Regions from separate parts of the Mus musculus genome. Here all the other regions are linked to region 1. A link is a contact called in public Hi-C, HiChIP or PLAC-seq and promoter capture Hi-C data. All regions are on one chromosome and are shown on one strand. The core of a region is the stretch at or near the end of the contact, and the rest is flanking DNA. Distances in the headings are between cores, read along the strand shown.

What was found. Promoter capture Hi-C pulls out the DNA fragments that hold promoters and counts their contacts. A called contact is a pair of places that touch in the nucleus more often than the background predicts. HiChIP or PLAC-seq counts read pairs in DNA pulled down with a chosen protein or histone mark.
Region 2: a promoter capture Hi-C map of the HPC-7 cell line shows a contact between it and region 1. The contact joins the enhancer-like site here to the promoter of Lyrm9 in region 1. A contact is called at or near these places in 13 of 39 promoter capture datasets (the C10 cell line, the HPC-7 cell line, HPC-7-derived erythroid cells and 7 more), 3 of 15 datasets of contacts at CTCF or cohesin (the NIH/3T3 cell line, large pre-B cells and pro-B cells), 3 of 484 Hi-C or Micro-C datasets (bone marrow-derived macrophages, liver and nephron progenitors), 21 of 115 datasets of contacts at active chromatin or transcription factors (the 230-238 cell line, the NIH/3T3 cell line, the SCID.adh cell line and 15 more) and 3 of 9 other capture datasets (adipose tissue, liver and pancreatic islet).
Region 3: a Hi-C map of the G1E-ER4 cell line shows a contact between it and region 1, with 2.2 times the contacts expected there. The contact joins the enhancer-like site here to the promoter of Lyrm9 in region 1. A contact is called at or near these places in 2 of 39 promoter capture datasets (the 3T3-L1 cell line and pre-B cells), 47 of 484 Hi-C or Micro-C datasets (the 63-12 cell line, the AML12 cell line, B cells and 27 more), 3 of 115 datasets of contacts at active chromatin or transcription factors (T-cell acute lymphoblastic leukemia, epiblast stem cells and thymocytes) and 2 of 9 other capture datasets (embryonic stem cells and liver).
Region 4: an H3K27ac HiChIP or PLAC-seq map of embryonic stem cells shows a contact between it and region 1, with 2.9 times the contacts expected there. The contact joins the enhancer-like site here to the promoter of Lyrm9 in region 1. A contact is called at or near these places in 10 of 39 promoter capture datasets (the C10 cell line, HPC-7-derived erythroid cells, cranial neural crest and 4 more), 1 of 15 datasets of contacts at CTCF or cohesin (pro-B cells), 7 of 484 Hi-C or Micro-C datasets (the N1E-115 cell line, bone marrow-derived macrophages, embryonic stem cells and 3 more), 18 of 115 datasets of contacts at active chromatin or transcription factors (the 230-238 cell line, the SCID.adh cell line, SST interneurons and 8 more) and 4 of 9 other capture datasets (adipose tissue, embryonic stem cells, liver and 1 more).
Region 5: an H3K4me3 HiChIP or PLAC-seq map of the SCID.adh cell line shows a contact between it and region 1, with 15 read pairs. The contact joins the promoter of Lgals9 here to the promoter of Lyrm9 in region 1. A contact is called at or near these places in 5 of 39 promoter capture datasets (the 3T3-L1 cell line, 3T3-L1-derived adipocytes, the SN4741 cell line and 2 more), 1 of 484 Hi-C or Micro-C datasets (Th1 cells), 6 of 115 datasets of contacts at active chromatin or transcription factors (the HPC-7 cell line, the SCID.adh cell line, acute myeloid leukemia and 3 more) and 2 of 9 other capture datasets (adipose tissue and liver).

Annotation. Positions count from the first base shown.
Region 1 is chr11:78,825,146-78,827,971 of GRCm38.p6, reverse strand. It overlaps Lyrm9 (LYR motif containing 9), which reads right to left and starts at 1,377. Exons shown (of 4, transcript NM_001076681.2): 1 at 1,336-1,377.
Region 2 is chr11:78,620,716-78,623,541 of GRCm38.p6, reverse strand. All of the region lies in intron 2 of Nlk (nemo like kinase), which reads left to right. Among named protein-coding and RNA genes, the nearest start is that of Tmem97, 71 kb to the right of the region's middle. Within about 2 kb of position 1,426, at least 9 of the 459 cell types and tissues checked have an H3K27ac peak or open chromatin away from gene starts, as enhancers often do. A contact at or near this core is called in the HPC-7 cell line and the SCID.adh cell line, where this site is marked.
Region 3 is chr11:79,015,776-79,018,601 of GRCm38.p6, reverse strand. It overlaps Ksr1 (kinase suppressor of ras 1), which reads left to right. Exons shown (of 19, transcript NM_013571.3): 19 at 2,339-2,826. The coding sequence ends at 2,417. Among named protein-coding and RNA genes, the nearest start is that of Gm11201, 6.4 kb to the left of the region's middle. Within about 2 kb of position 1,336, at least 54 of the 459 cell types and tissues checked have an H3K27ac peak or open chromatin away from gene starts, as enhancers often do. A contact at or near this core is called in the 63-12 cell line, B cells, the CH12 cell line and 7 more, where this site is marked.
Region 4 is chr11:78,662,786-78,665,611 of GRCm38.p6, reverse strand. The region is part of intron 1 of Nlk (nemo like kinase); the gene reads left to right. Among named protein-coding and RNA genes, the nearest start is that of Nlk, 33 kb to the left of the region's middle. Within about 2 kb of position 1,406, at least 17 of the 459 cell types and tissues checked have an H3K27ac peak or open chromatin away from gene starts, as enhancers often do. A contact at or near this core is called in the N1E-115 cell line, embryonic stem cells and trophoblast stem cells, where this site is marked.
Region 5 is chr11:78,983,459-78,986,284 of GRCm38.p6, reverse strand. Lgals9 (lectin, galactose binding, soluble 9) reads left to right here and starts at 1,361. Exons shown (of 10, transcript NM_001159301.1): 1 at 1,361-1,507. The coding sequence starts at 1,469.

The DNA of each region.
Region 1 (2,826 bases), core at 128-2,627:
ATGCCCAATTGAGTACTGATAAAAGCTAAATTAAGCCTGCACCAGCCATTTTTTTTAAATACGCAATTAATCTTCATGATGGAGAAAGTTGAAAATAGGAATGGTTAGCTCCCTGCCCCCGCCCACCCTAGGGCTCCATCTGGCATATTTATGTTCTTCCAGCAATCCTGCCTCCCCTCGTCCCTCTCCCACACAGCCAAGGTCAGGCCAGCCTCCCTACATTCCCACCGGCACACCCTTCAGAACCAGTTTTTGGTCCATCCCTGTGGGAGGTGGGGATGCTGGAAATGAATCCTGGGGCTTGACGATGCCTGGCAACCTTTTTACCACGGAGCTGTTCCTAGCTCCTAGTTAGCAGCTAAGCTAATCAGTCTCTTTCTTCCTGGCCAAATCCCACGTGCCACCCAAGGATATACACTTTATCCTTCCCTTTCTTTGGCCCACCCCCACCCCCACCCCCACCTTATACCCAGAAGACAGGTATGTAAGAGTAAGGACTTCAAATGAGTCCCAAGGGCCATCACTGGGCACATGGGGAGATAAAATCTGATCCAGGCAAACATTGGAAAATTATTCTGTAATAAAGCGAATGAAGCACTTACATATGCTACCACGTGCGTGCTTTGAATGAGGCATAAAAGACGCAGGAAACCAATAACCGGGGCTGCATATGATTGATTCCATTTCTGTGAAATGTTCAGAACTAACAAAATCTATGGAAATCAGCTAAGTGGTTGCCTAGCGCAAAGAGAAAGGACGAGACTGGAGAGGGGTTTTGCCAGCAAATGTAGATGGTTTTCTTTCAAGGTAAATGTTCTAAAATCAACAGTGGCCATAGATGCACATCTGCGCACATTCTAAATGTTATTAAACGTGTGCACTTTAGCACTGGCCGGGAATCACAGTACTACTGGGAAGTTGGGGCAGGGGGATTACGAGTTCAAGGCCAGATAGGGTTACATATTGCAAAGACCAAAATTATTCCAGATACTCCTGGTAACAGGGTGTTCCTGCAGACCGAGTGAGAGTAGCACGTCTCCTCTTTGAAAACCATAGAACGGAGGCTGCTCCAGCCGAGTGCAGATGCCAGCAGCACATGGCAGAGACCTGGCTCCCCGTGTCCTCCGACACCGCATCCCGGCCTCCCACGCTCCTCCGCGGCGCGGCAACTATGGCTGCGACAGGTGTCGCTGGCACTAGGGGAAAGCCTGGAGAGCCCGCAGATCGCCCCCAGGGCTTCCACATATCCCGGCCCTGCAGGCAGCCTCGGTAATCCCCAGCCCGCCCCTGCCGCCCCCCGAGTCCCCGCCCAAGGGCCCGCGCAGCGCGGCTCACCCGCCTTCCCGGCGGACGCCAACTGGAGACACCGCGAGCGACACGATTGCGCCTGCGCGGCAGAAGCAAGCGCAGCCCCGCCCCCGCCTGGTACCCTAGCGCCCTCTGCCGGCCATCCGCGGGACTCGGGGTCCTACTGGGTGCGGGCTTCCTGATCCGACCCCGCCCAGTTGGCTGGAACCACGGCCCGCTTTTCCTTGTCTCCCTTACAACCTTGGATACAAACTCTGATGGCAAGCTCTTCTTCATATTCCCACGAATGGAGAATATTAGGGGTGCTCAAGATCTGTGAAACGTCTTCTTGAAGGACGTGTCCTTCCTGTTGTTATGTTGATGACAGGAATTATGTTTGGAAGGGAGTCTTCATTTCGAGTCACTTGATCAAATTACAGTCCCACAACACCTGTCAGAAGAATACATATGACAGTAATAGGCACGCTTCCTTTCAACTCTGCTATAATTATAATCGAGGGAGAGAATGAAGAATCTTAACTTGCAGCTACTGCCGGGATCATTTTTTGAAAATGAAATAATGCTGTTTCATTAAACGGGTTCTCCCCACTCGCGCATGTTTAAAGTCAGAATGCTTCTCTGAATTGATTTAAACACAAGTTTTATATCCTGAAAGAAATAAAGACAGGTCTTTTTCATGAGACAAACGCCCTGTTCAATGAGGCTTCTAGCTTCTCTGGGCCGCTGTCTGAAAGGCAGCAAGGGCGCCGGTGGATAACATTGCTTCTCTTCATCTTTCCTCTTCGGGGCTTTAAAAAAAATCTACCTATAATGAAAAGCCCGATTTCCTTACACACGCTCCTCATGTAGCTGCTTTAACAAGACAATTGCTTATAATGCCTTTTTTCTTCATTTTTTAAAAGTAAACATCGCTGTTTAGCAGCACTCGGAAGTCTATTTTTCTTCCTCTTAGGAAGCAGGGGCTATTTCTTAACAGAACTACTTCCTTTCTCTGATTCATCTTCAACTCTCTAGAATGCCACCGTCTCCCTCCCGCACCCCCCCCACACACAAAGCACCCCCTTCCTCCTCTTCAGCTAACACTCTACCCCGTCTTCAAATCTGTGTGGGAGGATTCTTCCCCTGGAATACCCAGATAATTTCCTTCATTTATTTTCAAACTGTAGACTTGGACCAACTGTATCTGAAAGATCCGAATGCACCCTCATAAATCAGCCTTTTTATTTACCCATGCATAATCACGGCATGTCATTAGTGCAGATCCAATCAATAAATCATTACGCTTTTAGAGCCCTTACTAGGAGCAACCTGCTGGGACACCAATCCACTCTCTCGTACAACATTAAGATCCTTTCATATTTTTAAGAAATTTCAATCTGTTCTCTCAGTCCCCCTCTTTTGTTCCTAGATCTCCGTGTTCCTGCTTCAGAAGCCTCATTCTAATACCTAGGTCATAAAATATTCAAGAAGCAAGCTGTTAGCTCTACCTCCGAAAGGCTCCACCTTCCTGCCTCTTGT
Region 2 (2,826 bases), core at 177-2,676, 200 kb after region 1:
CAGACAGTAGTGCTGGACAGCCAAACGTTGAAGAGTCATAGATCTTACTTCAGACTTAGAAATTGGAATCTTTAGGGTTGAGATCCAGGTATCAATAAATTTTATAGTTTATGAATGGAGATGAATGGAGATAGCCACTTACCATATTATTAAGGAAAAGTGAAAACTTGTGATAGGCTTAACAAACTCAATAATACTTCACCTTAAGACCTCTCCTTTACACGATACATTAAATTGATTGAAGTGAGTCATAGACTCAACTATGAAAAGTTAAATAACACAATCTTTAGAGTAAATTAGCAGGAAAGTATCTTTGACTTTGAGATAAGTGGTCACTACTAAAGCTAAATGTATTATCCTAACACCCCTTATAAGACAGACAGATACATACATCTAGCAAAAGACTCATGTAAGAATAGGAATGACATCTTAACTTATAATAGCTGGATACTGAAAGTTACATGATGAAATATTCCTTTCATACAAAGGAGTATCCCATAGCAGTAAAACAAATGAACTGTAACTCACTTAGCAACATGAGTAAACCTCACAGGCATCTGTGAATAAAGGAGACTGGACCAGCAGACAGGGTGGCTAAGCCTGCAGTGAAGCCTCCCAGCTTGACTTCAGCCCCTGGGACCCACATGATGGGAGAGGATTGAGTCCCATAGGCTGGCCTGACGCTACGCATGCCATTGGCATAAACATCAAATAAATAAATGAAAGTATACAGTTTTTTATTGTCTTTTGGGGGGAGAGGAGGGGCAGTGTTTGCTTTGTTTTGTTTCCTGGAACTCTCTCTAGGACCAGGCTAACCTTGAACTCAGATCCATGTCTCTGTCTCTGCCTCTGTCTCCTGAGTGCTGGGATTAAAGGTGTGTGCCACCAATGCCCTGCTTGGTTTGTTTGTTTGTTTGTTTGTTTGTTTTCTTATACAGGGTCTTATTATGTAGCTCTGGCTGGCCTGGAGTAAGTAACCAGGATGAGCCTTGAATTTACAAAGATCTGCCTGTTTGTTCCTGAGTTTCACCACACCTGGCTACTTCTCACTTTTTGAGATTTTGGGGTGTGTGTATGTAGGAGGGTACTTGGATTCCATCCAGGGCATCTTTACAAGTGCCTTTCTGTTTGCCTCAAAAGGCTAAGCTTTATTTGATTTCCCCAAATAATTGTGGGGTCAAGAGAAACTCCCATCTGTTTAAATGAAAGAGTTACACATGAAGCTTTGTGTTTGAACTCTCTAGTGTTCCATCTCACTTGCTCATTTACATTGCTTTGAGATCCTTGGCCTTTTCTGCCTGTCTGAGTACTGCTTTTCTCTGCACTAAGGTTAAACAAAACAACAAGCAAGAGTTTAAACCAGTCAGTAGCCAGATGGTGTAGGCCACTATCTGAGGTACTTGTGGCTTTTCTGGTGGGGGCCTCATCAGAATGGAATAAGGAAGCCTCATTCTTCTGAAAATAGGGCTGCCACTTCCCACTAGATAACCTCTAATTAGCTCAGATGGATTTGAAGTGTAAAGGAGCTTTGCCTAATAGACACTGTCATTTTTTGCATGTGTTTTCTCCCAATGTAGAATGTATCTTGCTCAGGTACAGAGTTGAGAGCCTAAAAGATATCTAGTAACAGAATGTGACTCCTAATCACCTTCCTCAAGCTTCAGACATTCATGTTAATTTTTTATTGTGTGTGCCACAAGTAGGAAAGTTGTACAAATTTGCTACACTGGCTGATTTAAGATTTTAAAATATGTAAAAATGAGGTAATTGTTTCCACATGATGAAAATTTTCTTTGTGAAGAAACTGAAAAATATTTTCTGCTGAAAAAAATTCTCACTATAAGCATTTTAATTTAAAAGGAAATATACATAATTCTTCTAGAAACATCCAAACAATAAATCCCTCTGTGTTTAACTGGCTTCAACTTGAGGGAAGGCTTTTTCATTAAAGAAAGTTATAATTGAAAACCACTTTTTGTTTGTTTGTTGTTTGTTTGTTTGTTTGTTTTGTCTAACAGGGTTTCTCTGTATAGCCCTAGCTGGTTTAGAACCAGATCTCAAACTCAGAGATCTTCCTGCCTCTGTCTCCCAGGTGCTGGGATTAAAGGTATATACCACCCCTGCCTGGCTTGAAAACAAATTTTTAGAGACCAGGTCTCACTATGCAGACCTGACTGGCCTTGAACTCTTGCATAAACCATGCTTTTGCAAACTCACAGAGATCCAGCTGCTTCTGCCTCCCAAATTTTGGGATTAAAGGTGTATGCCACCTACCTGGCAACAAATCTTGATTTAAAATTTTAAAATGGCATTGGAGAGATGACCCCGCTGTTCTTCTAGAGGACTCAGATTCAACTCCCAACAGTCACATGGCAGCTCACAACTGTCTATAACTCCATTTTCAATCTGACATCCTCACAGAGACATGTATGCAAGCAAAACACTAATACACATAAAAACAAATCATCTAAAAAAAAAAAGGTAAAACATGATTGAAAAAGGAGAGCCTTTAAAGTGAACAAGGTTTCTTGCACAAGTAAATTGTAAAAAGAAAAAAGGGGAATGGAAGAGAAATCTTGTAGTAAAATTTAAAGTGATAGAGACATTAGTCAATCATAATTTATAAGTCATTGTTTGAGGTTTTTGTTTTGTTTTCTGATTGTGTGTGTGTGTATAAGAGAATGTAAGACAGGGTCTCACAGATAGACATGGTGGCAAACATCTTTAATACTAGCACCCCAGAGGCAAAGGTGGTAGATCTCTTTTGAGTTCAAGGCCAGCATATAGAAACCAGATCTCAGAAAACAAAAAACAAAAACAACCAGT
Region 3 (2,826 bases), core at 87-2,586, 190 kb before region 1:
TCGGACATGGGGTCTCTAACTCTCACTTCTGTTTTCTTTCCTGTCGGCTTCATCACTTTTCGTTTTTGGGGGGGTGGCGGATACACTGGCCTGTCTTGTCATCTCCCCTGTTCTACCATCCTGACTCCTCCACCTGTCTGCTGGCTGCCATCACCCACCGGGCTGGACCGGATTGGACGGCTCTCTTCAACTGCTGGTGAAACGGTCTCGGGCACCCCTAGCCGCTGGCGGAGCCGCTACTACGGGAAAGGACGCTATGGTCACCCCGACTTTAAGAACTCCTGTCCAGTTCTGGAGGAATAGTGTGTTTCTGCCATTCTCTCGTTTTCTGCCTGTGTGTGGCTGTCCTACCCACCCTCCCATTCTGTCTCTGCATGCCAGCTTCTCACATTCTTGCTTTGATTTCCCATAATCCATAATGACCTCTTGCATCTGAAATGGCCACCAGACTTGTGTTTCTCACAGAGAGTTAAAGAAACGCACGGTGTGCAGCAGGGAGGGCCCCTCTCCATACCACAGGAGCTAGCTAGCATGTGGGCGAGGGGGGTTTAGCGCTCAGTGAGCCAAGCAGGTCCCCCCAAGTCCCACTATGGCTAGAGCTCAGGAGAGGAGAATCCAGTGATCCGGCTGTGGTGGTGTACGCCTATCATCCCAGCATTGAGGAGGCCGAGGCAGGGGGATTTTAAGTTTGGGTCTAGCCTAGGATACATAGTAAAATGTCAGAAGTAGAATCATCAGTGGCAGCTGGGGACGGGGATGGGCACACGCCTTTAATCCCGGCACTCGGGAGGCAGGGGCAGGTGGATCTCTATGAGTCTGAGTCTGAGGCCAGCCTGGTCTACACAGTGAGTGCCAGAAGAGACCCTGTCTCAAAAAGCAAACCAAACAAGCACAAGTGAACGGCTGGGGGTGTGACTCTGTGTAGAGCTCTTGCTTAGTATTCACAAGGCTGGGTTTGGGGTCCAGAACTACAGACATTAATAATGATAATAGTAATAATGAATGTAGAGAGAGGGAGGGAGGAGCCAAGAAAGCAGAAGTGATCATCTCTGAAGCCAGTTTGCTCGTCACAGGGAGCCCTGGGGACCTACGACTGCCCCGTGGGAACTTGGAGAAGATTCCCTGTGCTTGTCCCCAGCCATTCTGAGGGGTGGAGGTGGGGATCCTGTTCTGAGGTGGGTCCCTGGGCATCTGGCCTGGCCAGGCCCCTAAGCCCTGGCTCCTTTAGGCTCAGACTCTGATACCACTCTCTCCTCTGTCCCTAGGTTGTAGACCTGGCTGTCTTGCATGCCCCGGGGCTTCCTTCCTCCTAAACACCGACTCAGCTTCGTGACTTCTGCTAAGACTCAAAAAATGCCAGCAGGCACTAACCCAGGGGACGCCATCTCTGCTGCTCCAGACTCCTCCCTGTGCTCCATTTAACAGCTTCCCCTCCCCTCCACATGGCCTGTGGGTGCCTGACTTTCATCACTGCCAGGGGAGGATGGCACTAACAGAGTGACCCTCGAGGCGGAAGAGCAGCTTTCAGCCGCCTTCCTGGATAAGATGGTCTCTTTTCTCTTGTTCTCCCAAGAGTGGCTCTTGCTTGTGTTCCTCTGCTCCCTAGCCCTTACTAACACCTTCATGAGCCCCTGCTGAGCATGCTCAGGATGGGGAGGGGCTCGGTGACCCTGGGACATTGTTCTACAAAGGGTGTCACAGTTCGGAGCTGCCCAGAGTCAGCACTGAGGTCATGGACCCTGACTGGAGTCCTCTCTTTCTCTTGAAGACAGGACACACACACACACACACACTGATGAAAGGCATCAGTTTAAAAAGGCTGGGTCCTTAGGAGCCACACTCAAAACTGTCATAAACAACGTGATACCTGCCACCAGAGCTTAGTAATGGAGGCAAACCTGCTGCCACATCTGTTAGGAGTTCATGTCCTTCCCTGACCAGATTTCTGCAGTCAGGCTCGGGATTCTGCTCCATAGTGGCCCCAGTAGGCCCCGTGTGAGCGCTATTTCTAAAAGGAGTGTGTGGCATTGCTGGTCCTCAGGCCTGGCTCACCCAGTCCCACATCCATGTGGGGCAGCCAGGGTGGAAACTACAGCTACCGCCATGCTGGGTGCTGGGCAGTCAGGTGGACAAGCATCTGTTTTCCCCTCAGCCCTGCCAGGAAGGGAATGTAGCCGAGGCCCGGGGCTTAGGGAGGCCAGGAGCAGCTCTGCCAAGACTGTGGGCGGAGCAGTCGCCTTCACTCGGCTCCTCTGCTAAGCTTAACCAGCGACAACCTTAACTCTGGACTGGACGAGGCCAGCAGAGCCATAACCCGTGTCTCTGCTCCTCTTCACAGCATTAACAGCAGCAAAGTCATGCCCCGCTTTGAAAGGTTTGGCCTGGGGACCCTGGAGTCCGGTAATCCAAAGATGTAGCCAGCCCTGCACGTTCATGCAGAGAGTGTCTTCCTTTCGAAAACATGATCACGAAACATGCAGACCACCACCTCAAGGAATCAGAAGCATTGCATCCCAAGCTGCGGACTGGGAGCGTGTCTCCTCCCTAAAGGACGTGCGTGCGTGCGTGCGTGCGTGCGTGCGTGCGTGCGTCACCAAGGTGTGTGGAGCTCAGGATCGCAGCCATACACGCAACTCCAGATGATACCACTACCGCCAGTGTTTACACAGAGGTTTCTGCCTGGCAAGCTTGGTATTTTACAGTAGGTGAAGATCATTCTGCAGAAGGGTGCTGGCACAGTGGAGCAGCACGGATGTCCCCAGCCCCCGTTCTGGAAGACCCTACAGCTGTGAGAGGCCCAGGGTTGAGCCAGATGAAAGAAAAGCT
Region 4 (2,826 bases), core at 157-2,656, 160 kb after region 1:
ATCCCAGTACAGATGCTTGTGAGCCACCAAAGAAAAGAGAAATAAATTTACAGGGCAGATGTGTTCCCATTATACTGTTTCTCTAAGAATCAAAATCAGTAACGACCCCCATCCCCATTATCTCTGTCTGGGAATTATTTTTCCTATTTGAGCCCCTAGTAAGGCTTCTAGGGGGTCTTGGCATATCTATAATGGACTGTGTCTCTGCTAGGGGCCACGTGGTCTTCTGGCATGCTAGTGAGTAGCCCATTAAAACCTAGACTTTTATCTGTTAACATTGTGCCAGTAACTTTGGAAAAACTGTGATGACATGCATACTTGTGAGCCTGTTACCATACTGCTCTGGCTACTAGGACTTCATTTTTCTCAAGTTTAGTTAAAAATACCTTTTGGTTAAGGCCATTTAGTACATTTTCAATTAAATTTACATAAATTGATATTTATTGAGTATTTGGGAGTTACCTCTAAGCTATTTATCAAATACAAGATGTATGTTGAGGAGAAGTGCAGTCTGTTTTCAGTCATGTCCACGAGCTTGAAGTGCTCCTCCCCCACTGTGTGTGTGTGTGTGTGTGTGTGTGTGTGTGTGTGTGTGTGTGTATACATCTTACTTCCTGTGTGCTTTTATGGTTTTCCCTTTCTAGATACGCACTCACCTCCATCCATACCCATACACTGGAGGATTATATTATTTGTAATTTACACTCCATACTTCCTTGTGTATATATTTTTTTCTTAAAGATATCCCTATGGACAGAAAAACACAGTATTTATTTCTAGTTCTCCTGTGTATCATAATCATTGTCTAAAGTTCACTGAATTTAGTTCTCAAAAATATTTATAAGCAACTCTGGAAATTAAGAAAGAAAAATTTGGGGACCTGAGGCATCTCTCCACCTCTAGCTAGAATTGTTTGTTGTTTGTTTGCTTTTGGTTTTTTGAGACAAGCTTTCTGCATGTAACCCTGGCTGTACTGGAACTTGTAGACCAGATTGGCCTTGAACTCAGAGAACCGCCTACCTCTGCCTTCTGAGTGCTGGGTTTAAAGGCATGCCCCACCATGCTAGGATTGTTGTAACTTAATTTGCTGTTAGTTTTGAGAAAGTAGCTTTTAAAGTAATTAAAGCTTAGTCAGCATGTTGAAGATTATTTTATTTGAATTTGGTAAATTACTTGGGCCAGTCAACATCTATAAAGGGACCTCAGTTATCATAAAAGTGGTATCTATCTTGCACTCTGGAAAGAGCCTTGAGCTAGTACAATTCTATTCTAAATCTGAACTCAACTTTCAAACTGTTTGCTTTTATGTGAAGTAAAATTTTTCCGGTTGGTTGGTTTGAGACCTGGTCTGTATCCCAGGCTGTCCTGGAACTCAGCATCCTCCTGCCTGGTGATTGTTATCTTTTTCTCTTCTTTACAATGCGGAAGAATGTGACCCAGGGCTTTGTGCCTGCTAGTCAAGCTCTACTACTGACTACACATTCCCAGCCCCCAGCTGGCTAGTTCTTTTAAAGTGAGAGTGATCTAGGGTTGGGGAGGGAGATGTTTCCAAATGACCTTGATTACTTTGTACAGGGCGCAGGCCTGTTGCTCTGTTACTTGGATCTTGGTCAGTCCGTTTGTGGTGTTTATTAAGTCCTTCTGAGGTTGCTATATATTATTTTTGATTGTGGAAGAAACTAATTTTTTTTAAAACATGCTTTCTGTTCTGTATCTTCTCACATATTTGGGGATGCTGATAAGAGCATGAGCTAAGCAGCAGCACTAAAGGAGTTGAGAAGGAATCTTCCTGGAAAGACATAAGTTTATTGAGAAAGCACAGTCTGGTCAGAGGGGGACATAGGAGAGATGTGGGTGCCACTATGGCAAGCTGGCTGGCTCATGGTGCTCAAAGGATCATAACTCACTCTTAAGAAACATTTTCCTAAAAGGGTCTTTTGTTTTAAGTTTCCCAAATCAAAATGCTCCTTAAGGCCATTTACATCCTGTAGATTAACTAATACTTTTTATAATATTATTTAATATTATTATTTGATAAATATTCTTTTTGGTAGAACGTATGAAATAACGGCATTTTCACTAGTAAGCACTTTGTTGATAAAATATGGAATAACCTTACTTTGTTCATAAGGAGAATTGGTTGTATTTATACTAAGTGATCTGGCAGACAAATCATTTTTTTAAAACATTTAGAAATAGACTCTGAGCCAGGCGGTGGTGGCGCATGCCTTTAATCTCAGCACTAGGGAGGCAGAGGCAGGTGGATTTCTGAGTTCGAAGCCAACCTGGTCTACAGAGAGAGTTCCAGGACAGCCAGGGCTGCACAGAGAAACCCTGTCTCCACCCCCTCCCCCCCTCAAAAAATAGACTCTGAATATTCAAGGATCCCAGACAGATAGCCGACTGTTATGTTACTCTGATAGAAACATCTCTAAGTTGATGTATGTTACTTTTTTGTTTTTCTTCAAGATAGGGTTACTCTGTAGCCCTGGCCGTCCTGGAACTCATAGACCATCCCAGCCCCACATCCCATCCCACCCCACCTAGCTGTTAGCTTTTATACAAGGTCTTGTTGAACAGACTGCTCCAAATGTCAGGAACACTGAATCCATTGCAGGCATTTACTAGTCAGAAATGCATGTCCCCTTCTTGTTCCTGTGTTTGAAGGGCTACTCATGAACTATGTGGGATTTATTTATTAGGCAAGAGCAGCGTGGACAGCAATTCCTTGGCATTGCTCAGACAGTCTCTCTACATGACTGTGCTTCAGTTTCGTCTGTTTCAGTCTTGAATTTCTTTGGAATTTTTGACATAATTTGAGCCCAC
Region 5 (2,826 bases), core at 112-2,611, 160 kb before region 1:
AACCTGTCCTGCAATTCTTTGCTTCACTGATTATTTCCCTTAACTCATAACCTAAGCTGCAGGAGCTGGGTTTTGGTTTTGTGTTTTTGTTTAAGGCAGGGAAAGGCTGGTGATGTAGTTCAGTTGGTGGAGTGCATGTCTAGCTCATAGGAAGCCTTAGGTCCTAACCCCGGCACCATCAGGTAGAGGTGAGTCATAGGTATAATCCAAGCACTTGGGAGGTAGAGGCAGGAGGATCAGAAGTTCAAGGTTGGGGCTGGAGAGATGGCTCACTGGTTAAGAGCGCTAATTGCCCGAAAAACAAAAACAAAACAAAACAAAAAACAAAGACAAAAACAAAAAACCAAAAAAAAGAGCACTGACTGTTCTTATGAAGGTCCAAAGTTCAAATCCCAACAACCACATGGTGGCTTACAACCATCTGTAATGACATCTGACATCCTCTACTGGTGTGTCTGAAGACAGCTACAGTGTACTTACATATAAATAAAAAATAAAAATTATTAAAAAAAAGAAGAAGTTCAAGGCCATCCTTGGCTACATACTGGGTTCAAAGCCAGCCTGGTCTACATGAAGAAAAGGAGGAAGTGGGGAGGGAGGAAAGGAGGAGGGAGCAATTATGTATGTTGTAGACTAGGCATGCTGGGAATTCATGATGGGTCATCTCTCCTGGCTTCAAAACTATTTCAAATATTTCCTAGGGTCTCCTCCCTTGTCACTTGGAATATTCTACTGTGTCCAAAGTATGTTTCCTCTTCTTACCCCAAAACAGAGGGACAGAGGGGAGAGACAAGGAGAACAGACAAATTCACAGGCAGATGGCAATGAAGTTCCCAGGGCCCCCACATAGTCCACATTAACAACCTCAGCGGTGGTGTGTTTCTTGCAAAATAGCTCTCCATGGTTAAGCTTTCACACCAGGGAGAGATGCTTCTTGGAAGCCTACAGCATCACAGAGATTTCGGAGTGCCCGTAAGGAGTTGTGTAACCTTGCTCATGCTGCCCCTTGGTCTTTCTGAGCACTGTTTTCTCTGCACATACAAAGGTCTGAGGAAGGTCTTTTCCACGGATGCCCACCCAGAGGACAAATGAAGGCTCAGCTCTGCTAGATGGGGTGAGGAAGCAGGCTCAGAAGCACAGCCACTTCTGGCCGAGGCTGTCGAGGAACGCCTGCTGGCCATGTGACTGGTTCTCTGGGCAGAGCACAGGAAGGGAAAGTCAAGGCAGAGCAGGGAACACCCAGTGTCCACTGGTCCTAGGTCCTCCCACTGAGTCCCACCTCCAGCCCTCCACCCTGACATCAGCTTTCTTTTTCTCTAGACACTTCCCTCAGCCACTGAGCTCCTCCCCTTGAAGAAGTGCCAAATAGCTGTGGTTTCTGTTTCCTAGCTCAGCCCTGCCCTGCGCAGAGTTCTGTCGTCCACCATCGAGTGAGGAAGAGAGCATTGGTTCCCCTGAGATAGAAGAGATGGCTCTCTTCAGTGCCCAGTCTCCATACATTAACCCGGTGAGTTGTGGGATGCAGTTGTGGGGTGATTGAGGAAAAGCTAACGGCCACATCCAGGGGAAGTTGCTCTGGACCTGTGGGGAAACAACGGAGTGGCACAGATAGAGGGTGGGGTGTCCTGCAGACAGCACATAAGGGACAAACATGCCAGGCATGTCAGCTGGGTCATCCTGATGCAGCTCGTGTCTCATGCTAGGCTTGCTGTGCCTCTGAGGACCCAAGGGTGCCACTCACTATGATTTATGAGGTGAATTAACATGTGCCTGTTCCATGCTACCTGGTAGCATCTACAAAGGAAGGAGACGGTTTATATGATGATGTGGATGGGCTTGTTGGGGGTGGGGGGAGGTAGCAGGTAGCAGATATTCACATGACACTTAAAGTGTCTGCCTTAGAGAGGATCTCTGTTCAGCCATTTACAAACTAGGTGATGTCGCACGCGCAGTACTTTCTCCTCTCTGTATCTGTAAAATGGAAATAATACTTAGTCTGTCTCCTGAGGTTAAAACAAGGAGAAAGCAGATAGCACACGTGGGTGTTTAAACAGCACCTGGAACATGGAGGTGTCTTGGGAGTGCACGGGAGGGGAACAGGGAAGCCCTCCCCTCTGTTCTCCAAGGGCCACATCAGAATTCACCCAAGAACACTTCCAGAGTGTGTGCAGACAGGCAAGTAGGGACTGTCTTTTAGTGCAGGGTGCAAAGGGCTGCCTTGGGCTCCTTTTTCCACCCCCTGTCTATAGGTGGTTTTGTTTATACACTAGGAAGCTTAGTAGCCACACTGTAAGTGGAGACACTGAGACTTTGAGAGGTCGAGGCCTTGCCACATGTCCTCAGATGGTGGGTGACAGCGAAGGAAAGTGCTTTTCCCAGAAGAGGGGATGCTCATGGGGAGATGGCAGTAATGGAGACGAAAGTGATGCTCCCAGGAACCTTCTGTAGAGTCGCCGTGTGTGCAGGTGGGAGATAGCAGGGTCTGTAGGTGAGCTGGCTGCCAGAGCCCAGCGTCAGAGCCTGATCTAGCACGGCTCTGGGCTTTGCTTGGGGCTACCAGTGTCCTCAGCCACAGGGTTAAGGCTTCTAACTTGGGACCTGCATGGAAGGTAGATGGGAAAGCTAGAAGGGACTGTCCAGTGTCTCTGTGGGGCCTTCAAGGGCAGGACGTGTCACAGGGGCATGATACACCCACTCTGGTTTCCCACCAGGCAGAGCTGACAACTTGAATTTAGAAAGTAGACTTTTCCCAGCACTAGGGAGGCAGAGGCAGGCGGATTTCTGAGTTCAAGGCCAGCCTGGTCTTGAACAGTGCCCCATCTTTAA